4 separate regions of the Mus musculus genome follow, and all the other regions are linked to region 4. Evidence: chromatin contacts called from public HiChIP or PLAC-seq and promoter capture Hi-C data. All regions are on one chromosome and are shown on one strand. Each heading gives the region's core, a stretch centred on a gene start, on an enhancer-like site or on the middle of the called end of the contact. The rest is flanking DNA. Distances are from core to core; before and after follow the strand shown.

Region 1 (2,700 bases), core at 179-2,678, 610 kb before region 4:
CTACATAGTAAGTCCCAGGACAGCCAGGGCTACATAGGTCCTGTCTCAAAAATATAACAACAAATAATAATAACAATAACAGTAATAATAATAATAAAACTAATATTACAGCAATATAAGACCAGCAGTGCCCTATTTTACCTCATTATCATGTAAAACAGTGTTTTGTTTTGTTTCCTACCGTGTAAAATGGACCAAGATTCCATTTTACAAGCAGCCTGTGTCTCCACCTTGAGGGTAGAAGTAAACTGTATTCCTCAGTGGACCCAAACTCCTATTTGCTCGGCACCACTCATCGGCAGAGATTGATAAACGACTTATTCCTGAGAACAGAGGATGCTACCTCATAAACTTATTGGGAATGAACTGAGAACAAGCCCAAGAACTTATCAGATACTGCAGACCAAGGAGAAGCTCTAACTCTCTCATCCAGACCCCATAAAGTGAAGATGGCTCCCAACACTAGCCTCAAATACATCATGACAATCCTCCTGCCTCAGCCTCCAGAGTGATATAATTACAGGCAGGCACCACATCCAACCTTATTATTGTCTGGGTTTTTGTTTGTTTTGTGGGTGTGTTTTGTTTCGTTGAGAGATGATCTATTATTGGAGCAGAGGTTTGTCTTGAACTCCTGGTCGTCTTGCGTCCTCCAGAGTACTTTGACCACAGCCTTAACTATCTTTTTCTCGAACAATGTCTTTTTTTTCTCAAATGTGCATTTCTCTAACCTTAGTCTCCCAAATTTTGGAATAGCAAGTATGAGCCACCGTGCTCAGCCATTAGTAAGTGCTTCTTAGACAGGGTCTCAGGTAGCCCAGGCTGGCCTCAAGCTCCTAATCTTATATCCTCCACCTCCTGTGTATTGAGATGAAGAGCTGTACCATTATGTCTGCTTTAATAAGCTAAGTAAAACATTTCTAGAATCTGGGTCTTAGGTTCTCTTCCAAAGAAATGGGAGAAATTGCCGGGCATGGTGGTGCATGCCTTTGATCCCAGCACTCGGGAGGCAGAGGCAGGAGGATTTCTGAGTTCGAGGCCAGCCTGGTCTTCAGAGTGAGTTCCAGGACAGCCAGGGCTACACAGAGAAACCCTGTCTCGAAAAACCAAAAAGAAAAAAGAAAAGAAATGGGAGATAATTTTCCACATATAGAAAAAGGAAATGACAAGTGTCCGTCAGTGGCTCACCTTGAGCAAAACTGAGAGCCCTGAGCTAAGAAGTGATCAACATGAACCGTTTTTTTCCAATTCACTGGACTCCTAAGGCGCCAGAGGAACCAAAACAAAATGAGCCTCTGGGCCCCGCCTCCTCTGGGCCCCGCCCCCTCAGGGCCCCGCCCCAGCGGGACTCTGCAGAGCCCAAACTTCGCGAGAGTTGCTGGCCGGGTCAAATCCCCGCCCACCCACTGCTCGTGGTAGCAGGCCGCATGCGCAGCTTCTTAACGGCGCGTCTTGCCGGAAAGATGGAGTGTCCTGCGCCCGATGCTACGGATGCTGCGGACCCTGGAGAAGCCGGACCGTACAAGGGCTCCGAGGAGCCGGAGGGTCGGGAACCGGACGGAGTGCGCTTTGACCGCGAGAGGGCGCGTCGCCTGTGGGAAGCTGTGTCCGGTGCGCAGCCGGCGGGGAGGGAGGAAGGTGAGTCGGGGGCTCCGGGGTTGGCGGCTGGACCGAGGCGGGATGGGATGGCCCTGCCTCCTGTCACTCCCCTGGCGCCCGCCAGCCTCTGCACGACGTTCCGGAGCTGCGAGCTCGCTCTCGCGAAGGGTGCTGGACCTAGTAACTCGTTACCCTGCGGAATTTGTCCGTCCTCCTTTCCAGGGCGTTCACTTGCGAACAGTTTCCCCCCATTCTAGGTCTTGTCCTCTTAGACAGCGACAGGACTTTCCCAGCCTGACTCGTAGGCGAGCCAGCCCCCGTCCCTGTCTGTCTTTAATTCCACAACTCCACATTGCTTCTCTTTCCTCTCAAAGCCCTATGGTTCTGACAGATCCGAATAGCTTTATTTAATTTACTTCATTATTATTACATTTATTTTGCGACGCCTCTCACTGTTCCAACTCGTGGTGGACCTCCTGCCCTCATCCTTCCTAGTGAGAGGGAGGACCAACGTGAGCTCTGGAAGGTCTTCTTGAATCCCAGCTCCTGGGCTTGATGACTGCGTCCTGGTTTGCCATGTTTCTTCCTTGGTAGACTTGGCTGGCCTTGAACTTGCATGGGTCTCCCTGCCTCAGTGTGGGCATCGCTGGCTTGCACCACTATGTCCTTCAAAACCGTATTTCTGTGTCTGTTGCCAACAGCTTTTTCCACTGAGGAGGCCCAGGAGGCGGGGAAGCTTAGGTATTCATCTTGCCTCTGACTGCTTCATCTCACACTCGATGCAGAGTTGTGGAGAACAGTGTATACTCACTCAGGGTGCACTTCTGGGCAGAACCTTACCAGATGGCTCTGTTTGAACCAAAACTGGGTGGGTAACAAGGATACTAGAGGAGTGCAGGGCGAGCTGGCCTCTTTCTCTTTTCAGAGTCCCTTCCCGAGCTAGCTACTTAATACTAACCCAAATGTACAAGAACTGTTATCTGGGTTTCTGTGCTAACCTATCAGGTCCCTGCAGAGAAGTCTTTCCCTGGTTATTTTGCTTGCTGAGCAGACTAATCTTGGGAAGTTTAATGTGTTTGTGAACTGCTTGCCCTGGATAAA
Region 2 (2,700 bases), core at 22-2,521, 540 kb after region 4:
TCACAAAGAAGGTTTTGTGAAGTTCAGAAAGTGCAACAAAAACGAAAGGCCGTCTGGGGGCGGGCGGGGGGGGGGGGAGGCCGTGCTGGGGGTGGAGAAATAGACCGAGGGCAGCTTCAGCGAGGGTGCAGCAACCTAACAAGTGGTCAGGTATTCCCCCTCCCCCCTTTAAAGCTCCCAGAATTCACTTGGGGGTAAGTGTGGCCCCCGGAGGCTTCAGCCAGTTCCCCATCTATTATTGCTCTTAGACTGGGGGAGGAAGAAAGTATTGATGTTGCCTTACAAAGGCCTAGTGGTATGGGATGAAACAGGGCGTCGTGTGGAGCAGGTCTTTGGGCAGGCCAGGAAAGGAGAAAAGGGGATCGCCCGGGCCATAGGTGAAGTCTTCTGAAGCCGAGGGACTACTGGGGTCAGAGAGTGGTGATGCCACAGTGGCGCAGGGGGAGGCAGCGGCCCCGGAACCCCAGGACTCAGTGTCGCTGGCCGGGCTCGGGGGCCCGGGCAGACAGGGGACACACTGCGGAGGCAGGAGGCGCTCCCGGGCACTGCCCCCGGGGAGCCCTTGATCTGCCAGGCGCAGTGTCTCAGCCAGGGCCCAGATGTAGTTGTAGGCGAAGCGCAGCGTCTCAATCTTGGTGAGCTTGGTGTCGTCGGGGAACGAGGGCAGCACGCTGCGCAAGGCGTCCAGCGCAGCGTTGAGGTTGTGCATGCGGTTGCGCTCGCGATCGTTGGCTTTGACGCGACGACTCCTCCGCAGGGAGTGCAGCAGAGCCTCGGACCGCACCCGAGCGCGACCTCGCCGCCTCCGCCGTTCCTGCTCTTCGTCCTGGGCACCGGGAACATTCGATGCCCCGGAGAGGGCGGGAGCGCTCCTCCGGGCTGGCACGGACAGCCCCGAGGTGGAGGCTAGGGGCTGTAGCCTGGCACAGTCCTCCTCGTCGGTGAGGAAGCTGGACAGGTCGCTGCTGCTGTTGCTGCTGGAGCAGTCGAGATCAGAGATGCAGGTCTCCAAAGGGGCAGGCATCTTGCAGTGTGCAGGACCGACAGACGGACAGGAGGTTTGGAGGTCGGCCTTCGAAGCGCACTTACTGTCCGTACGACCCGGGGCTAGCCTGTGCCTGCTGCAGGCGCGAGGGCCGGGAAGATCGCAGGGGCTCAGGGAGTGAATGGGCTTGGCCCTCCTCGCCTCGCCTGCAGGGGCCACGCGCCGGGCTGGTCTCCTGAGTGATGTCGCCGGCGATCAGATCAGCTCCTGTGAGCACCAAGTGTGGCACACGACCGGCCTCAGGACCCCTTAAGTACGGCGCGCAACAATGGGCGCCCCCTCCCTGGCCACCTCCGCCCCCGAGGCGGCGCGGGTGAATGGCGAGAGGCGGCAGGTCAGCCCCGTGCGGCGCCTGCTATTTGCATAATTTATGCTCGCGGGAGGCCGCCCCCGCCCAGCCCCCCTCCTGGAGCGTGCCCGTAATTACCGCCGGCCAATCGGTGGCCCGGCCTGCTCCGGGAGCCGGATCAAGCGAGGGAGGCCGGGGCGTCTCTGGCCGGGAAACCCGGGCGAAGGCGGGGGCCGGGGGCGATTAGCGGCGGGCCGAGGCACACTCCTCCCAGGGGCGCGCGGGTGTCCCTCGCTGGGGTGGATGGGGAGGAGGAGCCCTGGCAGAAAGTGTGAGCTCTGTGGCGGGTGATGGAGAGCTGGGGCTGAGGCTGGAGGCTGGGTTCGCATCCCTTTGCCTGCTACTGAGTTCGCATCCCTTTGCCTGCTACTGATTGACTATTCGCATCTAAACAGACAGGACCAGTAAACAGTTACACGTCTTGAGGAGGGATAGATGTCCCTGCTCCGCCAAGGTTAATGAAGAAGACAGCAAGAGAAAGATCTAAAGATCCAATGAGTTCCCAGACTGAGCTGGGGCTTGACCCCACTCTGCCCCTGCCCGCGTACCCCTCCTCAAAGACTCACGAGGTAATATGGGGGTGTGCAGACCCCCTCTTCTCCTGAAATCTTGCTCTCTCCATTTCCAAGCATCCTCTTGTGCCGCACGTTTTGGAATGGTGCCAGCCTCAGGGGCTCACCCCAGTGCCAGCTGGCTAAGGGACTTAGCTTCTGGCCAGGAGAGAGATGTCCCACAGAAGGCAGCAAGCACACAGTGGAATTCCGTCCCCATCCCTTCTGCCAATTTGCCTATAAACTTGCCTAGTCCAGAGAAATGTCCTCATTCTGTGGGTCGAGTCATTTTCCTGTTTGCCGGACAGCAATAGAGGCTCAGGCAGCCTCTCAAATGCACCTGAGAGGAGTTATTTATTAAGGAGCAAACCTGGATCGTGGAGTCAGGTATTAAAAACAAAAGGAACACCCTAGAGGCGCCCCCCCCCCCTTTCCATGATATCTGAGTGGTGGCCTCAGGCCCAGTGCAATGCCTAGCCTGCTGTCTTCAAAGGGGCTCTGTCCAGGACACCTGCGCCTTGGTAGAGAAAGCACAGCCTCTTTGCCTATGCCTAGCTCTTGCCCCGTGGCTCCTTCCCTCTGTAGCAGCTCTTGGGCAGAAAGCTAGGACACAGTTACAGATTAGGGCTTGAGGAGGTTTGTAAAAAGTGGCAGGAAATGGCTGTAATCAGATTATGCAAGAAAAAGTAATTGTTGACAGATCCTTGGGCATCCCAGGAGCCCAAGGGCTGCTGGGAGTTGTGCAATGGTAGCTC
Region 3 (2,700 bases), core at 116-2,615, 560 kb before region 4:
TATGCAGTTACAGCCTGCCAAGTGCGAAGAAGAAAGAATGGCTGTTAGTGCTCACAGGTCAGATATGAACATGTGAATTCTCCTTCCAGCAAGTCTCTTCAGCAGCCTACTATCATTTACTGATTTGCTGAGGAGCAAACAAAGACAGAGACAAGGCTGATAGACAGTACTGAGATTCAGGGCTCATTCTTTTCTCCATCCTAACAAAGGGGACTTGGCAAATCCCCAGGGATGTCCTGGGGCCTTGAACGGAGACCAAAGTGCCAGACCAATAGAGAGCAGGTTAGACTAGGAACAGGGGATGGGTGAGCAAAGACCCAGGGATAGGATGGGGAGCAACACAGGAGGAGGAGGTCTGTACATGTGGACCAGACCACCATGTCATCACAACACTATCTATGTAAAAACCAGAGGAAGTATTCTTTTAAAGCATTATTTATTTTATGTATGTGAGTCCACTGTAGCTGCTCTCAGACACAGCAGAAGAAGGCATCGGATCCCATTACAGATGGTTGTGAGCCACCATGTGGTTGCTGGGAATTGAACTCAGGACCTCTGGAAGAGCAGTCAGGGCGGGGCAGTGGTGGCACACGCCTTTAATCCCAGCACTTGGGAAGCAGAGGCAGGCAAACTTCTGAGTTTAAGGCCAGCCTGGTCTACAAAGTGAGTTCCAGGACAGCCAGGGCTATACAGAGAAACCCTGTCTTGAAAAAACAAAAACAAAAACAAAAACCCCAAACAAACAAAAAGAAACAACAAAAAAACTTTTTAGAGTGAAAATTTAAACTTTTAAAAATAAAAGCACAACTTTTTACAAATTAAAGTTTAAAGTTTTTTCCTCTCTCTCTTTCTCTCTCTCTCTCTCTCCCTCCCTCCCCCCCCCCTCTTTTCCGAGACTGTGTTTCTCTGTATAGCTCTGGCTGTTCTAGAACTCACTCTGTAGACCAGGCTGGCCTCGAACTCAGAAACCCACCTGCCTCTGCCTCCCCAGTGCGCCGCCGCCACCCCGACCGACCGAGATATATTTTAAATATCCTCTGAAGGTCGCTCAGGCCAAGGAGAGGTCAGGTCTCTCTGATGTTCTGTGATTTCACGGAAAACCAGAGAGCCTGGTGAGTGCCAAATTGAGGAAGAGCAAAGGATAGAGCAAGGTAGCAAGTTAGACCTTGCAGGTTGGACGTGGGGCCCCGGAACGACTGAGACTGGGCGATCCAGTCCCAACGGGGAGCTCCCGCACTAGGGTACCGGGCTGACATTTGCCGGGTCTCGGACCACGCCTCTCAGATCAGAAGTGGTCCAGGAGGGGCGGAGTCCGAGGTGGGCGGGGCAGGAGGGGGCAGCCCCCCGCCACGCTGCAGTTGCAGGGACATTCCTGGCTCTTCGGCCCGGGGCGGAGGAGCTCCGGGCGGGTGAGTGTGCCAGCCCTGCCGGGATCGTGACCCGCGCGCGCGGGAGCCGGGCGGCGGAGGAGCCAGGTGAGCCGGGCCCCTGCGCCGGGAGCGGAGCCCTCTAGCTCTGGGCCAGTTGGGCCACACACCGTACTCCCGGCCGCCGTGGGGACAGCGGCCGTGGAGCTCCCGAGCTGCCCCCTCTGTCCCGGGGACCTTGGCGCCCGCGCGGCGGGAGTGGTTGGGTGGAGGGGGCGGTAAATCAGTAACCCGCAGCGCACACAGGGCCTTTTGTCCCCCTCCGTTCAAAGAGCACCCTGGTCACCGCTCTGGTTACTTATTGCCCACCGGGGCGGGGGCGATGGGCCAGCTGTCTATGCAACTCCGCACGGGGACCGCTGACGTGCACCTCCCTCCAAGAGCGACGGGGTGGGGGCATTAAAGTAAGAGCACTGTCGCCCCTGGCAAAAAAAAAAAAAGTAATGCTCGCAGTCGCTTGCACAGAGTACCTCATCGCGTGAGTGCAGGAGGGTGAACAACTTAGCGCTCTCTGATGACAGTCCCAAGTGCTAGCGATCCTAAGGGGCCAGCCTTGGTGACCAGACTAAGAATTCTGTGGTTGTGAGTTCAGGGTAACCTGTGAGTGGGAATAAAACCTCCCCGGACCTGTCCGCCCCAACCCAAGCTGGAGATGAAGCATGGCCCTCTCTGCTTTGCAGGGTGTGGTAGGAGTCTTTTGCAGATGGGCCGAGCAAACTAGGGGGTAGGGGACAGATCAAGGTTTTAAGGCAATAGAGGAACACGGAGGTACAGGCAAGGGAGCAAACATGTCGGCGTTTAGAATTTACTGAAGGGACAGACTGTGGGAGTTACAAGGTTGACACTGGCATTTAAAATGAAGCGTAGAAAAGCTGGGCCCAGCACATGGGCCTTGATGGGTAGTACTAGCCAGGCTGAGGCAGGAGCCTCACCATTTGTAGACCTGCTTGGTTTGCAGAGTGAGTTTCAATGCCAGTCTTCCTGGTCAACTTTAGTGAGAACTTGTCTCAAAATAATAGAAAAAGAAACAGGAGGGTCCTGCAGTTAACCCTTAGGGGCTTGTAATCTGGGTGACAGGGAGAAAAAACAAAATCAAAACAAAAAAACTAGTGGGCAGTGAAGAACCAAGGTTTGCCAAGATACCAAGCGAGAAATGACCATGACCTAGTCTCTGTGGGGCAGGGGAGCTGAGAGACATTGAGGTCAGTAGACTGATTAGGCCTGAGTCTTCCTCAGCAGTGGGCTGAGAAAAACCCTCGGCAGGGTTCCCAGT
Region 4 (2,700 bases), core at 65-2,564:
AGATTGTAGTAAAAATTAAACTTTTATTAAAATTTTTTATTTAAATAAAAATTATTTACATTTTATGTTTCTGGGTGCTTTGCTTGCTTGTATATATGTGTGCACAGTATGGTACTGATGGAGGCAGTACTGGATCCTAGGAGCTGGAGGTGAAGAAGGCTGTGAGCTGCCATGTGGGTGCTGGAGATCAAACCCTGGTCCTGTGTTCTTAATGAGTGAGTCACTCCTCCAGGCTCAGGCTCTGAGCTTTAAATGCCAGACACTTACAGGACTTAAGTACTCAGGTTAGAGGCACATGCTTTGGAGTTTGAGTGACAGTGGACTAGTACCCAGCTACTAAGTTACTAAGTATTACAGCGTCTTGACTCAGATTGCCAAGACCTTTGGTTCATAACCCTTGGCCTTCTTCGAGAGCAGTATGTACTCTTAATCTCAAAGTTATCTTCCCCTCTCCCCTCCCCCTTTCTGCTCTCATCTCTTCAACTCCCTTCCCCTCCACTCTTTTCTCCTTCCTTTTCCCACCTCTCATTTTTGAGACAAGGTCTCATTCTGAAGCCCAGGCCAGTTCTGGAATTCATGATGTAGCCCAGACTGGCTTGGAACCCACAGTAATTCTCCTGCCAGAAGAGGGCATCAGATCTCATTATGGATGGTTGTGAGCCACCATGTGGTTGCTGGGATTTGAATTCAGGACCTCTTGAAGAGCAGTCATTGCTCTTAACTGCTGAGCCATCTCTCCAGCCCCCCTAAGTGTCATTATCTTAGGAGTCCCAGTGTTAAAACCAACCAACCAATTTGCCAGAAGTAGCAAATTATAGGATAGACAGTTACATACACACATACAGCAGTTATGCGAAGTTCAAATTTTTTTTTTTTTTTTAAAACTTCAGTCTTCGGACCTTCGGAAGAGCAGTCGGGTGCTCTTACCCACTGAGCCATCTCACCAGCCCGCGAAGTTCAAATTTAACTGGATCTATCCTCTGTCTGGCAACACAAGCTAGTGCAACATGCTGAAGTAATACATCAGACTATCTGTGATTTCCCAAGGTTCTGTCCCTCCTCCATTGTGCACAAGTTTCTTGGCCTTTTTGTCTCTTGAAATGAAAGGTATTAACTCCGCACACAGGTTCAGTACGTGTCGCAAGCAGCGAGGAGTTCTCATGGGAATGGCTATTGATGGCTGCTCGAATCCTACTTTGATACTTGTTCCCCAAAAGCGGCTTCCAGTACAGGTCGCACAGGCCTGGCTAGAGGCCGACCGCCCGACTCCAAGATGGCGTCTGCAGCGTCGGCCAGGAGTCAAGATGGCGGCCCGCGGCCACGCCTGCGCTCTGGGCTCTCCTCCCCGTAGTCTCCCTGGGGCGGGGGGTGCGACTCCGGTTGCCGGTGCGCCGATTTTCTTCCACCGCGGTGGCTGTCGCCGCGGCTCCCTGTCGCGCGCCATGCAACTCCTCTGCTGGTGGCAAGTCCTGCTGTGGGTGCTGGGCCTTCCGGCCCACGGCCTGGAGGGTGAGTGCGGATCGGGGTCCGGCGAAGGCGGCTGCGTGGGGCGACGCGCTGCCACCCGCGGGCGGTGCGGGACGGTGCGTGGCGGTGGGGGTGCTGGGCGGCGGAGGCCGAGCCTGCCCAGGCCCCTCGGCGGGCCTGGCCCGATACCCTCTGCGATGCGCACTTTATGATCAGCCGTCAAACGCAGACACCTGACTTTTGTTGTGTCCTGATTAGAATCCCAGAGCTCAGATCTCCTCCAGTCCTTCCAGCCGCCGCGGGAGACTGCTTCCGTTAATACCTTCATTTCACAGGCTGGAGACGAGGAGGCTCGGAGGGAATAAGCTATTTGCCTGTTCGCACTTAGTAGTAATATCAGAGCCTGAGGTCTCTCCGACTTCAAAGTTCACGCTGGAGTTCGCTCTTGCTGGGCCACTGTTTGAAAGTGGCCACTCTAGATTAGTTGGGATCTGTCTGAAGAAAACACCAAAAACCAACATCAGATTCCTGGGGCCCGTGTTTATGTGGGGACCCCTTTAAGTGGGTAAAGGAGCCACTCTGTGCTAGAGTGGGGAGCAGAGAGAGGCCTTCTTAGTTCATGGCTCTTTTATCCACTCCTATTAAAAGACCATTTCTTTCTTTCTTTTCTTTTGGATTCATTTATTTATTTTTAGTTGATTAGTTAGTATTTTTTTGAGACAATGTTTCTCTCTGGAACCTGGCTGTCCTAGAAATTACTCTGTAGGCCAGAGATCAAGAGATCTGCTTGTCTCTGCCTCCCGAGTGCTGGGATTAAATTCCACCACTGCCTGATTTACATCAAACATTTTTTGTTGCTATTGTCCTTTGTTTTGAGACAGCTCAGACCGACCCCCCCTCCCCCCAATCCTCCTGCCTGCCTAGGGCTGTTTCCATTTAGGGATGCCCAACCTGGAACTGAGACTCAGGACCTAAATCCTCTTTCAATATTATGCAGCCATAGATGAGGGCCTGAGATGGAAGCCAGTGTCTGTCAGATCTCACAGCCAAAAATTGAAATTTTCAATCTATTTAATCACTAGCCTTTAAAATGAAGATGTAAGTGGGGCAGTGGTGGTGCACACCTTTAATCCCAGCATTTGGGAGGCAGAGGCAGTCGGATTTCTGAGTTCGAGGCCAGCCTGGTCTACAAAGTGAGTTCCAGGACAGCCGGGGCTGTACAGAGAAACCCTG

What was found. HiChIP or PLAC-seq counts read pairs in DNA pulled down with a chosen protein or histone mark. Capture Hi-C pulls out chosen DNA fragments and counts their contacts.
Region 1: a contact with region 4 is called in a promoter capture Hi-C map of liver, with 4 times the contacts expected there. The contact joins the promoter of Zfp346 here to the promoter of Txndc15 in region 4. A contact is called at or near these places in 9 of 39 promoter capture datasets (the C10 cell line, cranial neural crest, erythroid cells and 5 more), 1 of 484 Hi-C or Micro-C datasets (CD4 T cells), 4 of 115 datasets of contacts at active chromatin or transcription factors (bone marrow-derived dendritic cells, bone marrow-derived macrophages, memory CD8 T cells and 1 more) and 3 of 9 other capture datasets (adipose tissue, liver and pancreatic islet).
Region 2: an H3K4me3 HiChIP or PLAC-seq map of embryonic stem cells shows a contact between it and region 4, with 8 read pairs. The contact joins the promoter of Neurog1 here to the promoter of Txndc15 in region 4. A contact is called at or near these places in 1 of 39 promoter capture datasets (embryonic stem cells) and 2 of 115 datasets of contacts at active chromatin or transcription factors (both in embryonic stem cells).
Region 3: a contact with region 4 is called in an H3K27ac HiChIP or PLAC-seq map of hepatocytes, with 4 times the contacts expected there. The contact joins the promoter of Fgfr4 here to the promoter of Txndc15 in region 4. A contact is called at or near these places in 1 of 115 datasets of contacts at active chromatin or transcription factors (hepatocytes) and 1 of 9 other capture datasets (pancreatic islet).

What each region holds. Positions count from the first base shown.
Region 1 is chr13:55,103,881-55,106,580 of GRCm38.p6, forward strand. It overlaps Zfp346 (zinc finger protein 346), which reads left to right and starts at 1,429. Exons shown (of 7, transcript NM_012017.2): 1 at 1,429-1,638. The coding sequence starts at 1,464.
Region 2 is chr13:56,250,909-56,253,608 of GRCm38.p6, forward strand. Neurog1 (neurogenin 1) reads right to left here and starts at 1,272. Exons shown (of 1, transcript NM_010896.3): 1 at 1-1,272. The coding sequence starts at 1,024. The coding sequence ends at 290.
Region 3 is chr13:55,151,453-55,154,152 of GRCm38.p6, forward strand. It overlaps Fgfr4 (fibroblast growth factor receptor 4), which reads left to right and starts at 1,366. Exons shown (of 18, transcript NM_008011.2): 1 at 1,366-1,475.
Region 4 is chr13:55,713,336-55,716,035 of GRCm38.p6, forward strand. Txndc15 (thioredoxin domain containing 15) reads left to right here and starts at 1,315. Exons shown (of 5, transcript NM_175150.3): 1 at 1,315-1,509. The coding sequence starts at 1,443.